Linked DNA regions of Sus scrofa: regions 1 and 3 are each linked to region 2. A link is a contact called in public Hi-C and HiChIP or PLAC-seq data. All regions are on one chromosome and are shown on one strand. Each heading gives the region's core, a stretch centred on a gene start, on an enhancer-like site or on the middle of the called end of the contact. The rest is flanking DNA. Distances are from core to core; before and after follow the strand shown.

Region 1 (3,621 bases), core at 280-2,779, 170 kb before region 2:
ATAGATGGCACCAAATAAGTACCTTCTAACACTACCCTGACAGTGAGCTCTGATTTAATGCTGGGGTAAGTGGTGGGAGTGAGAGTGGGTGCTTTGGAAGCGCTGAAAACTGGTAGACCTTCAGAATACCCTTGAAATCAAAATGTAGATACTAGCAGCAAGAACAAAAATCAGCCCAGACCAAAAAAGTTGCTCTGTGTGCCAATTCCTCCCTTAGGTGACTAAGAGATGGATAAGGTAAAACTTAGAATTAACTAGAAGCGAATGTTGGCCATATAAAAACATGTGTTAGTACCTTAAAGTCCATTATTAAAATGGTTCCAAGTCATATTAAAGTTCCTACTTAGGAAATGTCATATAATAGTCTTGAAAATGCTACTTTTTGTTTATAAAAATATGAGTCTACTGTCAATTGATAAGCAGATAAAATTTAGCCTTTGCCAGTGATCGTCACACGTTTGGTGGAATTGGATTTTCATCTAGATCGTGAAAGCAAATCCAAGTAATAGATGATAAAACCAGAAACAGACAACTGCTAAGCTCTGCGGAGAACTGCTGAATGTCAGTCCAACCAGAGCCAGACTAAGGCTGACTTGAGTCATATATCAAATGAAGATTCTTATAGGATTGATAGTTCATTATGAGGTCAGAATCACATTCCAAACCCAATATTTAAGACATGCACACTGAACACTGCTGCCACTGTGCTATTAGGCACTATTCTTCAGGAATGAAGACAATCGGGCTTTTCTCTGTACAAGTGTCCTCATGGCTGTCAGGGCAGAATCCTCAGAGCACTAATACCTGCCTAGAAGGGAAGAGAAGTTGCTAGAAAATGGCCAAGGCAGCCAACCAAGCTCTCGGGTGCATTTTAAACCCATTTATATTTTTAATTTGGTGGTGGAAATGGTAGCTTCAACCAACTCTTGAAATGAAACAACTTCAGCCCACTCCTTTGACTAATGCCACCTCTGTTTGATAAAAGACGACACAGCAATGCTTAAAAGAGAAATCCCACGTTGATAGAGTGCCTGCAGCCGACGATGTGATCTAGATTGGGAAACTGGGTGGGAGGGGTGGGAGGGGTGGGAGTGGAGGAGAAGTTCCTCTTAAAACCCAAACTCCCCAGAAACTTTTTGCCTGAAGTTGTAAAAGTATTGGTAATTTTTTTTTTTAAATGAATTTACGCTATGTTTGACAAATGGTAAGCTCTTGAGAGCTCTGTCTCACCAGAAGCAGAAGTGTCTGGTACTGTGGGATAACAAGGCCCCCAGGGTATTTCCAACCAGCCTGGCAGCGAGAAGCAATATAATCATCTAGCAAAGGAAATAGCTTTCTTGTGCATTACCCAAGCATTGGGGTTTAGGCCCAGCAGGCTAAAGTAGGGTGGAGAAGTTTTAGAGAGTGATGTGGAGACTGGCTGGCCCCAAAAACAGACCCTACAACTCAGCATTTTCTTTGGAGAACCCACTACTTCCCCAAATTGCGTTCATAATCTTGTAGGTGCAGAAATGATCTTGTAAGTGTCCCAGGGTTGGCTAGACTTGCAAAGCTGAGTCATTCAAACAAAGCCCAGAAGTCAGTGATGTGTAAAGCTAGAATGCTAATTCAGAATTTTACATCCATGATGGCCTGAGTAGCCTCCTCTGCCCTTCTAGACAAGCTACCTTATCACCAAAGTGCTTGGTCAGCATGGATGGCAGTCAAGGTAATCAGGGCACAGTGGCTTAGAGCTGTGTTGTGTCCATCTTCAAATTGGAGATAAACTTGCGGGACAGACCAAGTGCATGGTCACTGATAGAGAGCCCTCTTCTTACACATGTCTTTGGGAGTCTCTTTTTCCTCTGTGTCCATTGCTGATGAATTCCTTTTCTGGTTGACACTTTTTTTTCTTTAACTATGTGACTACTTTCCCTTGTTTACCAGTAGCCATTCAATAGGGTCGCTTTCTATCTTTCTAGGGCTGTGCTGGTCTGGTGTGCTTGGTTCTTTTCTTTTTTCACCTTAAAAAAATGATATTTATATATTTATAAAACAATTTCCCATTCTCTGGGACTCAGAATAAAAAAGATCCATTTGAGGGGAAATAAACAGTGGAGACAGGTGTATTTCCATCCCCCAAAATCACCAAACCCAGGTCCCAGGCCCAAGTTAGGCTGATACTGACAGGAGATAAACCTGTCAGTGGTTTTAAACACAGCCTCTCTAGTCTGGAAATTATTTCCTCATTTAATGGATAGGATGCAGTCGCTCTTCCTCTCTCTCTCTCTCTCTCTCTCTTTTTTTTTTTTTTTTTTTTTTTTTTTTTTTTTTTTTTTTTTATGGCTGCACCTGCAGCATATGGAAGTTCCCGGATTAGGGGTTGAATCAGAGCTGCAGCTGCCAGCCTAGCCACAACCATGGCGACACTGGATCTGAGCCACATCTGGATCACAGCATGCAACAATACTGGATCCTTAAGCCACTGAGAGAGGCCAGGGATCAAACCCACATCCTCACAGACACTAGATCAGGTTCTTAACCCACTGAGCCACAACGGGAACTCCTAGAGTGCAGTTTCATTTCAAATCGTTAGGGGCACTTTCCCAAGTGCCACCTACATAATGGAAGGATGTGAAGATATTTGATGAAAACCTGAAGACCACGTGATGCCTTAAGAGCTGGCAGCCACGGGGGGCAGGGGGTGTTGGGCAGTGCTCAAGACTAGGCTAGAAAAAGCATCACCAAGATGACTGTGTCTCCTGGAGGTTTTATCCTTAAAGAGATTTGGTTACAGGATCACTAAGGTGTGACAATCAAAGGAGGAAGAAGGAAGGGGAAAAGATACACATCGACACCTGCCGTTTGGAGGTGTGGCAACCACATGGTGCTTCTTACTCAACTGCTTCTGGCTCAGGTGTGGTCCCTGACTGAGCACCTGCTCTTGTCATGGTGCACAGCTCTGCGCTGCGAGTCTTCCAGGCCCAGAGAAAATGAAGACAACTTGGCACAAATGGTTGATGGGCTGTGCTCTCTTTGCCTTGCCAGGGCATAATCTTTTTTCTTCATTGGCATGGAATATCCAGAGGTGAGGAAGGCAGGGCACAGCAGGAGATTTGGGGGAATATCAGAAGAAATCTGAGAAGATGGAAGAGAATAACCACCTGGCATTCCCTAGTGGGATTTTGAAACCTAACATCAGCTTTACGAACTTGCCTAAGTCTTTGAGAAAGATTGTCCCCGTGTCTTTACCCCTTTAGCTTAACAATGAACCTGCCTGACCAACTAGATCCCAGACTTTTACATGAGATATTTCAAGAACAGGAAGTAGATTAGTGAAGGGCAGAGTGTGTGGTGGGGAAGGGGGACTTTCTTTTCTGGACCGCAGAGAAGGTAAGGAAGGAGAAGGAATGGAAGGGGATAGGCCAACAGCCCGAGGAATATCCCATTTGCCCCTTCCTGGTTTTTGGCCTGGAGTGAGACTCTATCAGTCAATTTTTATTCACTACAGTCTGTTCTATAAGATCACCACAAGCACTGAATTAGCAAATACTGGACCATTGTTTCTGAGGAAACCAAGGGTTAGGTTCCTGTGGGCTTGTGGCTCACACATTTTTTTCTTTTTAAATAGATTTTATTTTT
Region 2 (3,550 bases), core at 181-2,680:
AAGGAGATGAACAGAAAAGGGACATTTGTGATGGTTAGAAAAAAGTGTCTGGCACATAGGATTCAACTAGCACTAATTTTTTTCATTTCTGGAAAAATTCTTCCACTGGTTTGTGTGCCCTACAGTGCCTGGTGTAGGTCTTTGCTCAACAGCACATTTATAGTAAATATTTGTTGATTTGTTTCATATACGGAACCTTACCTGACTCTGATAAAGGTATTTATGTCTGATTTCATACTTGGAAAACCCTAACAGAGATTTGAAGAACACACACTTGTCTGATGATTCAGTATGCGTTTTGCCCATGAGTGGGCTAGCAAGGATTTCCTTCATTTTTGTAATTTGAGTTTATCTACAGCAGTGCTTCTCAAATGGGGAGGTGGAGACAAATTTGCTCCCCAGGGGATCCTTGGCAATGTCTGGAGCTGTGTTTGGATGTCATAACTTGAGAGGGTGTTACAGGTGTATCTACTGGTACACACCAAAGATGCTGCTCAGGATCCTGCCATGGGAAGGACAGCCCTTCCCCCTCCTCAATAAAGAGTTATCTGTCCCCAAATGTCATTAGTGTCAAGTTGGAAAAACCTCACTCTAAAGAGGAAGCAATCACCATTCTTAGGATCACTCCCTTTCCTGAACTCTCTGCTATGCTAGATTCATGAGACAGAGGGGAGAGCACAGAGCCAGAAGAGATCAACTGTTGGTCAAATACATGATGCGTGGTCAGTGGAGAATCGATGGGCCAGCAATGAAAGAATTCTTCTCAGCTCAGGTGCTTCTAGGAGCCCTGAGCTGGTAGCACCATTTTCATCCCCAACGCACCAAGGCATTATTGCCATGGGTGTCTGATTATTCTCTTCCTGAATAATGTCTCCTAGATCCCCCACACAATTTAACATGGAAACCAACGTGAAAGCCCTCTATGAAGGGTACTAGATACATTAAGTTCTTGAATCCAAGCTGATAATTGTAGTAATGTGAGACTGACTTAATGGGACCAGAACCCTTGTAAATGTTAATTCATTCTCAGAGTTTCCCAAAGAAACAACTGCTTTTATAAGAAGGTCAAATGTCTATCTTATACTGACACATCGAGGCTGTGAATAAATGTGGTTATAACACCGGTTTCCTCTCTCGGAAATTTCCTGCATTGGTGGCTTGGTTCTTTTTTTAAGTTAAATATAATCTAGCTGAATATTTGCAAAATGTTTTTGCTTTGTTCTCTTACTTTCTTTTTTCATTGCCACCTCTCCCTCCTCCATCCAACTTTCTTTTTTCCTTTGTTACTTCCTTCCATATTTTATTTCTTGCTTTCTTTCCAACTCTAGGAACAAGAAGAAAAATTCTTAGCTGTGTTTCCTTTCTAGTTCTCTATGTGAGCGCTAGACTGATACTTTTTTAAAAATAACTTTGTGCTGCCATCTTGTGGCAAATTCAGGTATTCCACCAGTCCAATAAATGGACTTAATGGGACTGAAATGGCAGAATTATTGAAGTACCTGAAAATGTCCTGCTGGGCACTTGCAGCCCTAGTTAACTAAGAATTGAGGAGATCTCTTGACTTTAAGAGCCAGGACCCAAAGCTAAGGCCCCCTCAATCCCTACAATTCACCCTCCTTCCAAAGCCTGTGATTTCTCCCAGGAAAGGAGGCAAATTTATTGTTACCAATCTGAGTCATGAAAACCCTTGAGCATAGAAAAACACCTTCAAATACACCTATGGCATATGTTAGCTCTTTATTTTTTTATTTTTTAGGGCCACACCTGTGGCATATGGAAGTTCCCAGGCTAGAGCTGAAACTGGAGCTGCAGCTGCCAGCCTACCCCACAGACACAGCCACTCTGGATCCAAGCTGCATCTGCGAACTATGCTGCAGCTTATGGCAACACGAGATCCTTAGCCCACTGAGCAAGACCAGGAATGGAACCCACATCCTGTGAGTAATAGTAAGGTTCTTAACCCACTGAGCCACAACGGGAACTCCCATGTTAGCTCTTTAGAAGGAACTTCTCAGTTTGTAAGTGTTCAGAATTATTTTTTATCAAGTCAACCATGCAGATTCAAGAACTCCTGGATTAACGTGGGGAATTGCCTTAAATCGTGATCCTGACGTTAACCTAGGTAAGTAACCAACAGTCAAATACTTTGGGACAGGAGTTCCCGTCGTGGCGCAGTGGTTAACGAATCCGACTAGGAACCATGAGGTTGTGGGTTCGGTCCCTGCCCTTGCTCAGTGGGTTAACGATCCGGCGTTGCCGTGAGCTGTGGTGTAGGTTGCAGATGCGGCTTGGATCCAGCATTGCTGTGGCTCTGGCGGAGGCCGGTGGCTACAGCTCCGATTGGACCCCTAGCCCGGGAACCTCCATGTGCCTCGGGAGCAGCCCAAGAAATAGCAAAAAGACAAAAAACAAAAACAAATACTTTGGGACAGACGGAACACAACACAAAAAAAGTTAGCGAGATATTTGCAAAGGTCAAAATTGTATTTGTTCAACAAAACAACACATGGGTGTGTCCACTGCCTTGTTAGAGCAGAGGAGTTACACAAAATATCAAGCTGATATTTAACAAAAGCTCTGAAGGATCTGGATCCCTTAAATGATGCTGGAACCTCAAACTCAGCAGATCCAAAATGAAAGTCATCCCTCTGTTGCCCCTGTCCCAGCCTTCCCACATCCATCACTCTCACACACTCACACACACACACATGCAATCTCCATGCTACAGCCATATTGCATCTCTTTAAAAGGCTTTTTTTTTTTTCTTTTCTTTTCAGGGCTGCAACCATGGCATATGGCAGTTTCCAGGTTAGGGGTTGAATCAGAGCCTATACCATAGCTCACAGCAACGCCAGATCCTTAACCCACTGAGCAAGGCCAGGGATCACACCTGCATCCTCATGGATACTAATCAGGTTCATTACTGCTGAGCCACAATAGGAACTCCCCCCAAAATTCTCATCTGATCCTGTAACTATCCTAATGTCCTTTGAGCCCCTCCCCCACCTCAGATTAAAGTCTGAAACCCCTAACCTGTCTGATTCCTGGCCCACTTCCCTCGCCCCCCCATGTCCCATCTGCATTTGCCTTCTTCCAACTTGAGCACTGGGCATCCTCTCACCAGGCGGGTGCCCCCGTGCAAGCGCCAGTATTTCTCTGTAACAATCCTCATGCCGATAATTCATTTTTTTCACCTCTCTTTCCTGTTACAAGAGGGTAGTGGCTCAGGGCATTTCTTTTGCTGCAAGGTAAATGCTCAGAAATATTTATTTAACCTGCCTTGGAACATGGTTTTCAGCAACAGGGCAATAAGATAGGTTTTAGGGTGATGGAGACAATGATAGGACCCTTGTCACAGTTTTCAGACAAGAAGCCAGCCCGGTGAGCCTGGTGATCCTCAAGCTTGTCTATGGCAGCCCTGGAATCAGAAGCCCATTATCCCCACAAACGATTCTGGGAGCTCCCTGGGAGGAGAGATGGAGAGGCAGACGGGACCTTCCTTTGGCACAAACATCGAACGTGATAAGGGTTTGGGGGGCAAGTGTGAGAC
Region 3 (3,759 bases), core at 717-3,216, 220 kb before region 2:
TTCCATCATCCAGCATGGCGTCCACTCCACCACCCCTTGTTCTGATCTCTGTAATGAAGAGAAAAAGAAAAGATGACTCGTCTAACACAATCTTGAGTACCTGAAGTGAATTTCCTCAGTAATTTCTTAAGATAACTAACTCTTGGGATTCTTGGTGTTGGAGAAAACTGATCTCAGCTCCAACAGAAGAGGTTAGTCAAACCCATTGAACTTGTTTTTTTCTCCATGACCTCAAAGGTGACAATTCTACCAAAAAGAGATTACATTTTTTTCTTCTACTTTCAAAAAATTGTATTTGACTTCCACAATATTGCACTTATGAAATACAATACCATCATAATCACAAACCATTCTTAGCAGATTTTTCATTTTGATAGAGTTTGCCCTGTTACCACTAAGCAAAGAGCATATTTTTTTCCAACAGACTGTTTAGCAATATTTACCCAAATATGAAATCGAAGGTAGTCATTTAATGACCACTGGACACTATGGTGCCTGGGAAAGCAGACAATTTGGAAAGGAAGTTGAGAATGGATAACTGTGACCAAGCAAATGACCATCAAGATCAGTAGAAATATCACTTATTCAAAATCAATATCCAGTAGGGGGAAAGCATACTGAGAATAAGAGTATGGCCTTTGAAGTCAGAGGGACCACAGCTATGCCACTTACTATTTACAGACCTAGGCATATTATCCATCTACCCTCACTCTATGCATCTGAAAAATGGGGATCATATTCAAATCCTCTCAAGATGATGTCCTGAGAGTTGATAACTGGATTGTGAAAAGCACTTAAAACACACTTTATTCAGTTGAAATATCAATATATTTGCTTGGATTTTTATTTTTGTTTAAAATTTAAAAAAAAAAATAAAACACAGTGACTATCACAGAGTAAAGACCCCAAAACTGTTAGGAATTATTTTTACATATTAAGTATTCCTATAATAGGCACAAAGTAGGTCAGATGCCAGAGAAGTAACAATAACTACCACATGAACTTTGCCCTTTGACTCTTAAATCTGCCCCTCTCATTCTATTATGAAAAAGTCTGTTTGGGGTTTTTTTCTTTAATACAGCACTTGGAACATATGCTGAATTCACCATATAACCTGGTAGGGCTGACCTGGCCACTAGCACCATATTTCAACAAATCTAAGATACCTTTGTTGAAAGATGTGTTATCTGAGGTACAATTCAGAAAGCAAAAATCACGGCCAATCCTAATTGCAAGATACCATCCATTTAGTATCTCAGGGGTATAATAATCCTCAATGCCAGTATAGGATATTAAGATATGCCCAATTTCAATTCAAAAGGTGAGAAAATTCTGTGTTTTAGAGTTAGTGCAACATGGTATTTTCATTTCCCCCATCACCGCCTAGAATCCACAAACATCCCTCCTGGACTATGTGTGCATGTGTGTTAAGAGGATGGAAGAGGAAGTGGTTCATGAGAAAGACATTTCACAATAGATCAGAACTGGGTTTGAGGGAAACTTGCCAGAAAATAAAACATCAGTACAACTGATCCTGCGCTTAGGGAACAGTGAAGTTCTGGACTGCCTACATGCCACATCCAAATGAGTGCAACCTGGTCAGTAATGGTACATTTATTTGGTCCCTACGCTCTGACATTCGCTTATCAGGATTACAGGCAAAATGACATCTATTCTCTGTGAGGGTTTATACACGAGTAGGAGAGACACGGAAACAATACAAGTCCCTGGTTTCAATCTATTGAGATACGCACAAAGTCTCAAAGTAGCACAGGGAAAAGGATTCATGACGGGGGCTGGGGCGAGAGCAGGGAGTGTATATGGAAAAAGATTTCCCGAGAGACAATACTTGAAGAAGGTTTTGAAAGATAACCCAGAGCAGAATGAGAAGCCAGTGAGAGCACAGAACCCACAGGAGGTGGGGGTGCATTGTGTCCACTCCAACTAACCCCGCCTTTTCTCAAGCTGTAGATCCCAGCTTCCTCCACCCCTGACCTCCACCTCCGGTCAGGAAGAGCAGTGCAAACACCCATCTGCCTAAATCAGATTTTGCAAGCTCATATGAAGTACCTCACTATTATTACATACACGAAGAAGACAAAAAAAAAAAAAAAAAAAACCTGGCACAGAGTTGGTGCTTCCCCCTCCTCCCCCCGCCCCCCACAGAGTTGACCCACTCTTGCCTTTTTTAAAAAGCAGCACTAGGACTGTGCGTCTTCAACTTGAAATACTGCTTTTCTTTCTAATTCTCTGTATTTCACGCTGCAAGATAAATGAAGGGAAAATGGGTTTATAATAAAAGATGAAGGAATCAAATTTATGAAGTTGACAGAAGTTACAAATAAGTCAGGGAGATGGAGGAAGGGGTGTGTTTTTTTTCTCTTGAGGAGGCCTTTTGCTGTGTATTTAGAAACAGTCTATGTGATCTGGGAAAGCAAGTACAAAATTGATTACTTTGTCTCCTTTCTGTTTCCAATCAATGCTGATGTGCAGTAAGGTTTTTATGATTCAAAGAGAACTCTGACCACCCTCTACACTTCAGAAGTTAACAGCTTATTTCCTTTATTCTGCCAGCTTGTGGCTGCCAATACAGGGTCCCTCCGCACATGGCAGAGTGGCCTGAACCACAAATTTCCTGCTGCTCCTTCCTTGTTTCATTTTAATAGCTGCCATTCATCAAATTGCCTTCTTCCTACATCTACCACCCACTCTACGCCCTCATTTACACTCTGATCAACACACTAGATAGCAACAGTGTGAGCAGAGATTCATATACCAGGGCGACTATATACCAGATGACTCATCTTTGGACTTTCTGGGATTTCAGAGTGAATTTGTTCACAAAGAGCTTATACCTAAGCCAAGGCTCCCTCTGATATAAAATCCCGGATACATTGCACAATGCCCTGGACACAGATTACGGTTAAGCAGCGATAGACCAAAAAAGACTAGGGTTCCAATCAAAGAGACCTCATCCCATAAATATCTTTGTATGGCAATCATGAATACACAACCTTTAGCACAATACTTGAGAAGTTAAGACATCAAAAAGTTAGTTTCTGCTACTTATAATGATCTCCAGGGTGTCCCACTCTAATTTGAGATGATGGATATTCTGGAAGAATGCAAAGCTATGAAAGAGGAGAAACAAAGTGGGAAGGGGAAGTTTGGTTTGTTTTTTTACCAGAACCTCTTTTAGCTTAAAACCCGGAAAAGCCAAACTTGGCTTCCTCATTAAACCAGCTTAGAAAGCCACAAAATCTCAGTTTTAAACCCATTTTGGTGGACCAAAGAATGTAGCAGGTTAGGTATCAATCTGATTTCATGTTCAAGTCAGATCACAGAGAATTTTTTGAGTACATGATTTATGTATTTATGTAAAGGAAAGGGAATTTGATATTTATCAGGAGCTTTGCTTTAAGTCAGTGCCAAACTCTCTCTTCCGTCTCCTGGGTCTAATGTCAGGTTGCCCTGTTTCACCCTTGGGACCACTGGGGAAATAATGGATGACAGAGAGGGGAGGGGAACTAGTGGGTTTCAATTTGTGTATGATACACAAGTAACTCATCTCTGCCTTCTCCACACTTCCTTCTGATTCCATGGATGTGGTGACAGAACCATTATGGTGGAAGGACTTAAATATGAGTGATGAATTTCCATACCCTCCCTTCCCTGTTTATGCAGATTTATCACTTTTCCTACCAAAGGTCCCTGCCCCCCATCAGCATGCATAAGTTCCCAGGCCAGGGATTGAGCCTG

The links. Hi-C and Micro-C count contacts between places; a contact is called where the count stands out from the background. HiChIP or PLAC-seq counts read pairs in DNA pulled down with a chosen protein or histone mark.
Region 1: a Hi-C map of alveolar macrophages shows a contact between it and region 2, with 4 times the contacts expected there. The contact joins two enhancer-like sites. A contact is called at or near these places in 1 of 5 promoter capture datasets (liver), 21 of 47 Hi-C or Micro-C datasets (adipose tissue, alveolar macrophages, blood and 10 more) and 2 of 2 datasets of contacts at active chromatin or transcription factors (alveolar macrophages and skeletal muscle).
Region 3: a contact with region 2 is called in an H3K27ac HiChIP or PLAC-seq map of alveolar macrophages, with 6 times the contacts expected there. The contact joins two enhancer-like sites. A contact is called at or near these places in 3 of 47 Hi-C or Micro-C datasets (all in liver) and 1 of 2 datasets of contacts at active chromatin or transcription factors (alveolar macrophages).

What each region holds. Positions count from the first base shown.
Region 1 is chr1:26,561,954-26,565,574 of Sscrofa11.1, reverse strand. No RefSeq gene overlaps it. Among named protein-coding and RNA genes, the nearest start is that of TNFAIP3, 78 kb to the right of the region's middle. Within about 2 kb of position 1,529, at least 12 of the 83 cell types and tissues checked have an H3K27ac peak or open chromatin away from gene starts, as enhancers often do. A contact at or near this core is called in alveolar macrophages, where this site is marked.
Region 2 is chr1:26,393,476-26,397,025 of Sscrofa11.1, reverse strand. No RefSeq gene overlaps it. Among named protein-coding and RNA genes, the nearest start is that of TNFAIP3, 91 kb to the left of the region's middle. Within about 2 kb of position 1,430, at least 7 of the 83 cell types and tissues checked have an H3K27ac peak or open chromatin away from gene starts, as enhancers often do. A contact at or near this core is called in alveolar macrophages, where this site is marked.
Region 3 is chr1:26,616,223-26,619,981 of Sscrofa11.1, reverse strand. No RefSeq gene overlaps it. Among named protein-coding and RNA genes, the nearest start is that of TNFAIP3, 130 kb to the right of the region's middle. Within about 2 kb of position 1,966, at least 12 of the 83 cell types and tissues checked have an H3K27ac peak or open chromatin away from gene starts, as enhancers often do. A contact at or near this core is called in alveolar macrophages, where this site is marked.